Regions from separate parts of the Mus musculus genome. Here region 1 is linked to region 2. A link is a contact called in public Hi-C data. All regions are on one chromosome and are shown on one strand. The core of a region is the stretch at or near the end of the contact, and the rest is flanking DNA. Distances in the headings are between cores, read along the strand shown.

What was found. Hi-C and Micro-C count contacts between places; a contact is called where the count stands out from the background.
Region 1: a contact with region 2 is called in a Hi-C map of liver, with 2.9 times the contacts expected there. The contact joins two enhancer-like sites. A contact is called at or near these places in 32 of 484 Hi-C or Micro-C datasets (B cells, the C2C12 cell line, the G1E-ER4 cell line and 17 more), 9 of 115 datasets of contacts at active chromatin or transcription factors (CD8 T cells, the NIH/3T3 cell line, VIP interneurons and 6 more) and 1 of 9 other capture datasets (bone marrow-derived macrophages).

The regions. Positions count from the first base shown.
Region 1 is chr6:72,138,867-72,141,626 of GRCm38.p6, forward strand. The region is part of intron 3 of St3gal5 (ST3 beta-galactoside alpha-2,3-sialyltransferase 5); the gene reads left to right. Among named protein-coding and RNA genes, the nearest start is that of 4933431G14Rik, 17 kb to the left of the region's middle. Within about 2 kb of position 1,340, at least 119 of the 459 cell types and tissues checked have an H3K27ac peak or open chromatin away from gene starts, as enhancers often do. A contact at or near this core is called in the HL-1 cell line, bone marrow-derived macrophages, cerebral cortex and 4 more, where this site is marked.
Region 2 is chr6:71,989,414-71,992,208 of GRCm38.p6, forward strand. No RefSeq gene overlaps it. Among named protein-coding and RNA genes, the nearest start is that of Gm26628, 27 kb to the left of the region's middle. RefSeq lists an enhancer at 1-2,648. Within about 2 kb of position 1,253, at least 180 of the 459 cell types and tissues checked have an H3K27ac peak or open chromatin away from gene starts, as enhancers often do. A contact at or near this core is called in the HL-1 cell line, bone marrow-derived macrophages, cerebral cortex and 4 more, where this site is marked.

The sequences.
Region 1 (2,760 bases), core at 90-2,589, 150 kb after region 2:
TTTTGCTTTAGTAGTTCTGGTATCTTGTTAATCACAGCTGATTCTTCAGCCCCAGCTAACCAGAACTACAGAATCTTCACAATCAAAACAGGAATGGCCCTGAAAAGAGTCTTTAATTTTCCCTCTGAAATTTCACAAGCCAGGCCTCCATCTTCTGCACTGTTCTCAACATTATCTTCCAAGCTCCTACAAAACATCTGACAGAGCTCTTAACAACGAATGGATCTTCAAGCCCAAAATTCCAAAGTCCTTCCACAGACCTCCCCAAAACATGGTCAGGTTGTCACAGGAATACCCCACTCTGCTGGTACCAATTTGTCTTAGTCAGGGTTTCTATTCCTGCACAAACCTCAGGACCAAGAAACAAGTTGGGGAGGAAAGGGTTTATTCGGCTTACACTTCCATACTGCTGTTCATCACCAAGGAAGCCAGGACTGGAACTCAAGCAGGTCAGGAAGCAGGAGCTGATGCAGAGGCCATGGAGGGATGTTCTTTACTGGCTTGCCTCACCTGGCTTGCTCAGCCTGCTTTCTTATAGAACCCAAGACTACCAGCCCAGAGATGGTCCCACCCACAAGGGGCCTTTCCCCCTTGATCACTAATTGAGAAAATGCCTTACAGTTGTATCTCATGGAGGCATTTCCTCAACTGAAGCTCCTTTCTCTATGATAACTCCAGCTGTGTCAAGTTGACACAAAACTAGCCAGTACAACGTTGAAGAGCTAAAGCCTTTATTTCCACCCCTAGATTTGACACAGCATCTTGTTTCTTAAAAGAGGAACATCAGCTCTCTGGATCTCAGAGCCGCCAGGATGGCGCCTCCCAGTCAGCCCTCCTCCACTTGGCTGCCATGGTCCGGAACCCCTGCTTCCTCTGAGCACCCCAGTTCCTTAAAGTGAACTGTCCCACCTTTTTTTAAAGCTGTGAACCCCATGTAGGGAAAAGAGAAGAGGCCCCAAAGTGCACTGTAGTTAGCAAAAGTTGCCCTGTGATGGCAGGCACCTTCAGAGCTCAGCACATCTTTAAACATGTGGAACCAGGCTCACAGTGTTCTCACTCTCTCCAGTGCTGTTAGCTGCGCTCGCTCCCTCAGGTCCCCAGCCCCAGCCCTGAGACAGGCAGGGTTACTACAGAGGGTGACAGCTGGGCCTTGGGCTCTGCTCACAATACAGTAGATTAAATGAGATGAATGCTTTCCCAGGACAGGGAATGGAATGAAATTTCACTCCTCTCCAAAGGAAACTTCTAAAGAAAAGATTTGGCAGCACAGGAGAGCTGCGCGCACACTTCCAGCATCCTTCCCTGGGCCTCCTTTGGCACGCTGCAGGTGTCCCTTTGGATCCTAGGTGACTTGGGAAAACATGTACTGGGCATGAATCCTAGGGGTGAACTGGGTTTCAGGAGCTCCAAAAATGGCTGTCTATGACCACGAGACCTGGAGACTAGAGCGATGAGTAAAGTCAGTGGCAGGACCCTTCTGTTTGCCACCCTCCCCCCAGGCTGGGATAAGGCCCCATGAAGGGCCGAGCCTCGCCTGCTTAGTGTTTGTGAGGACTCCGGGCCATGATAGGTTCCTTGCTTGGTGTTCCGACTGACCCCTCAGGAAGATGTCAGTGCTTGTGTGAGCTGCTGGTGTGTGGAGTAACTTCCTTTTCCATAGGCGTAGAAGCTGCTGTTTCGGGCCTTGGCACGTGAGCAGCCCTGATTCATTCTCCTGGGTGTGACACCTTGAAACCACAAAGGGAACTCACTGGTGACCTTATCTTCGGGTGCCACAGGGGGTGCAAGGCTGTGAAACCATTAGTCAGTTCCCCTTTACCAAAAGGAGGTAAATTCCCCAAATGCACACACACAGGCCTCTCTGTGTAGCCCTGGCTGGCCTGGAGCTCACTCTGGAGACCTTTGCAAGGCTACACTTTAAAAATATTTTTAAAGGTTTTTCTACTGAGATGAGGGAAATGTTTCCGTCGAAAGTATATTTTGTAAAAATCAGATAATGGCTGGTGAAGTGGCTCCAAGTGTAAAAAGCACCTGCTGCCAAGACCAACAACCAGTTCCTCCCTTAGCCCCACTCGGAGGAAGGGGAAAACTGGCTCCCATAGGTTGGCCTCAGATACCCCACACACACATGAACACTAACACATGCACACACCAGGCACACACACCCACTCACATACACATACACAGAATGAAGTGTAACAAAAAATTAGAGTAAAAATAACAAGACCGAGGAAAACCAGCTGAGGTCATGTTTATGACTACAACAGCTAGAATCTCCATGATACACTGACAGGTTTGAAGACAAGATACAGTCTTAAAAGTAGGTATCCTGTGACCTACAGGAGCCTGTGCCACACATCTGCACGGACTCGTGTGCACACAAGAGAAAACTGCCCCGGGGGAGGGGGGGAGCGGGGGGAGCTGTCGGACACAAAGATGGGAAGCACACAGCAGGAGCAGCACGTGGGAAGTCTTCTGACTGGGCCTCAGCAGCTGGCCTCGGTAGGAGGACCATCCCTGGGCACGTGCACAGGAACCAGCAAGTTCTGTGAGGTCAGGACACTTGTTCTCTGATAACACTGAAGGTCATTGTCTCCCAGACGGCACAAAGCCATAGAACAAAATTTACCATCTTAGCCAGTCCTGAGGGCCAAATCAGAGCATTGCAACATGCCAAGCAAACATACCACTGGGTGCATGCGTGTGTGTGTGTGTGTGTGTGTGTGTGTGTGTGTATGTGTGTGTGTGCACTATAACACA
Region 2 (2,795 bases), core at 3-2,502:
AAGGCACTTGCAGCCAAACCTGAGGACCCAAGTTCTATCCCCAGTTCCTACATGACAGAAAGAAAGAACTGACTCTTACAAGTTGTTCTACATTTAAGAAAACTATAAATAAATGAATAAACAAAAGGATTCAGGATCTAAGCAAGACACAGATGTCTATTCCCTGAGGGGAAGTCCCAGCAGGAGCGCTGAACTCCAACACTGAATTTTCTGGGACTCCATAAGTTGGCTAAAAGTAATTTCAAAAACCAGAAGGAACTCCACCCTAAACCACAGTGCCCAGCAGGGAAATGGGCCCCTCTGCCAGCCAAGGAGCTGGCGTGCATGGCTACCTCAAGTCTAAATATCACACCATGGTCAAAAGACTCATAAAACCACAGACAGCTTCTTCCAAGCACTCCTAGGAGAGATGTGTACTTTGAAAATGTTCTAATCCTTTGCTAAATACCAAATACTGGCCGTGTTCTCTGCTCCTGGCACAGCCCCTGCTTCCAGCCCGGATGGGAGGCTGAACCCGGAGAGGGAGGATGGCTCTGTGCACCTCAGCCCTAAGACAGAGTAGGCTCTCCAGCCTTCCCTCCCAAGACCCCAGCCTCACACCCTGTCAGTTTTCTCTCCTCAGAGCAGGAAAGTGAGGTGAGGTAATGTCTCTGGAACCCCACAGTGGCAAGAAGATGAAAAGAATCCGAGAAATGCTGTGTTTAATTTAAAGCAGACCCAGCCTGCCGCCAGGCTGCAATTTCACTCAGAATACCCAGTTTGTTTTTCTTGGACATTCCAGGAACCAACTGGCCACCCCATGTCAAAGCCCAGCAGGAATGCTCCGAGAACGCCTTGCTGTGGGGCACTCAGCTGCCTAGGCCTGGCAGATTGCACTCTCTTCCCTCAGGCCAGGAACTCCTACTGTGGGATGGAATCCTGGTCACTGTAGGAGCCATCTGTTGGCCATTCTTAGCCTGAGACCCCGTTACCCATGTACCTGGCTCTAAGGGTAGTGCTGGCAGTAACAACATGGTGTGTTTATCCTGTGTATTCTCATGAGCCTGGCGTTGTGCTGATCTCTCTATTCCCTGTTTGTCAGACCCTTCCAGCATCCTACGAAGGCAGGAAGGTTTATTACTTTCTACTGTGGCTGCAGTCAAGGCAAAGGGTGATTATGTAACTTGGCCCCGTCACCCAGCTAGGGTTTGAGCTCACAGAGCGCCAATCTAACCTTGGTTGTCCATCAGCAAGTCCCTTCCTTCCCATTGGTTGTCCATCAGCAAGTCCCTTCCTTCCCATGCCGGCACTGCATCAAGATCCTTGGCCCGAATCACTGCTTCTGTGGTATCAGGGTCCACAGTGGTGTCTGCGAAGGGAGTGGTTTGGGACATGGGCACATGGCTGCTGCTGAAAGATAGAGCTGTAGTCACAAGCTCTTCTTTCTAGCTGTTGAAACCCAAATCTGGGGTGGGGTTGGGGGGAGCTCCAGTCCCTGCTGGTTTGTTGCTTCAAGGGATCTGTTGAACTCCTGTCTCTAATCACTGAGTGGCTTAGAGAAATGACAGTGCCAGAGAGAGAGAGCAGGCCCTGGTCTGGGCCCTGCCTGGATCTTAGGCAGTCCCCATGCCCCTTGTTTCTACAGAGCCTTTTTTCTCTATAACAACATCTTTATCTTTGGGGAGAGAGGGAAGAGAGAACACACAAGGCTATCCTGGCTGGGGCCTCCTGTGACCCTGACAGTCTCTGGCTTTATTTTGTATCTGGATTTCTACAGGGAGACCTTGGCTCAAGCAAATGTAGGGGTGGGGGCTGAGGGAGCCAGGCAGGAGAGTGACTTCTGAAGAAGTTTCCAGAACTTAGAAGAGAAATGCATGGGCGGAGCGCTGTAGGGAGAAAGAGAACAGGGACTAGGTGAGGTGGCCCAGATCGATTTAGTCCAGAGGCTGGCTGGCACTGAGGGTAGCCACTCAGCAGGAGGCTGCCCCACAGGAACAGTTTCTGCCTTCTCGCTTTCCAAAACAAACAGGCAGGCAAGGTTGTCTGTCCTTGTGTGCTTCCTCTGTCAGGACTCAGAGCAACCAAAAGGCCATCTGTGTGCAGAGCTCTGCTTCTGGGCCACTTTCGCCGTAATGAGGAATGGACAGGAGCCCAGGATGACAAGACCCAGGGCAGTGGAGCCTGTCACCAGCAAACCTGGGTCTGGCTCCCCTACCTGAGTCAACAAGAGGAGCCCTGGGTTGGGAAAGGGCTAAGAAGGGGGAGCTCTTGGAGAAAGGCTGGCTCAGGGGACAATGAGTTTACTGAGGGAGGACTCAGCTCCCAAGAGATGTTTCCATGGCACCCACAAATGTCAATGGTCACATTGTGTGGGTGGCTTTGGGTCCAGCCTCTCCCCTGCGATAGAAAGACAGTGGGTAGGAGGGAGCCTTGCTCTCTGGCCCCTGGCAAAATTCCCTGGTACCATGCTGTGGGGTGGCAGGCATCGAATGGGAGCCTCCCCACTATCCTTCCTCCTCTGCAGACAAGGGTGAAGCTCTGTGTGTGTGTGTGTGTGTGTGTGTGTGTGTGTGTGTGTGTGTGTGTGTGTGTGTTGTGGGGGGGGGCATGTTCCCAGGAGGGATTCTTGAGGCTAGGGCTGAAGCATCCAGCCCTCTGATCTTCCTGTCCTGGAGGGGATAGAAAGCTGAGAAATGCCCTTTTTCTGTACCTTCTCCAAACCTGAGCCAATAAATCAGCTCTCCCTCCGCTGACTCAGCCACAGGAACTGCAGGTGTTGGTGCCAAGTTTAGAGAAGTGGGAGACTATTTGTAAGT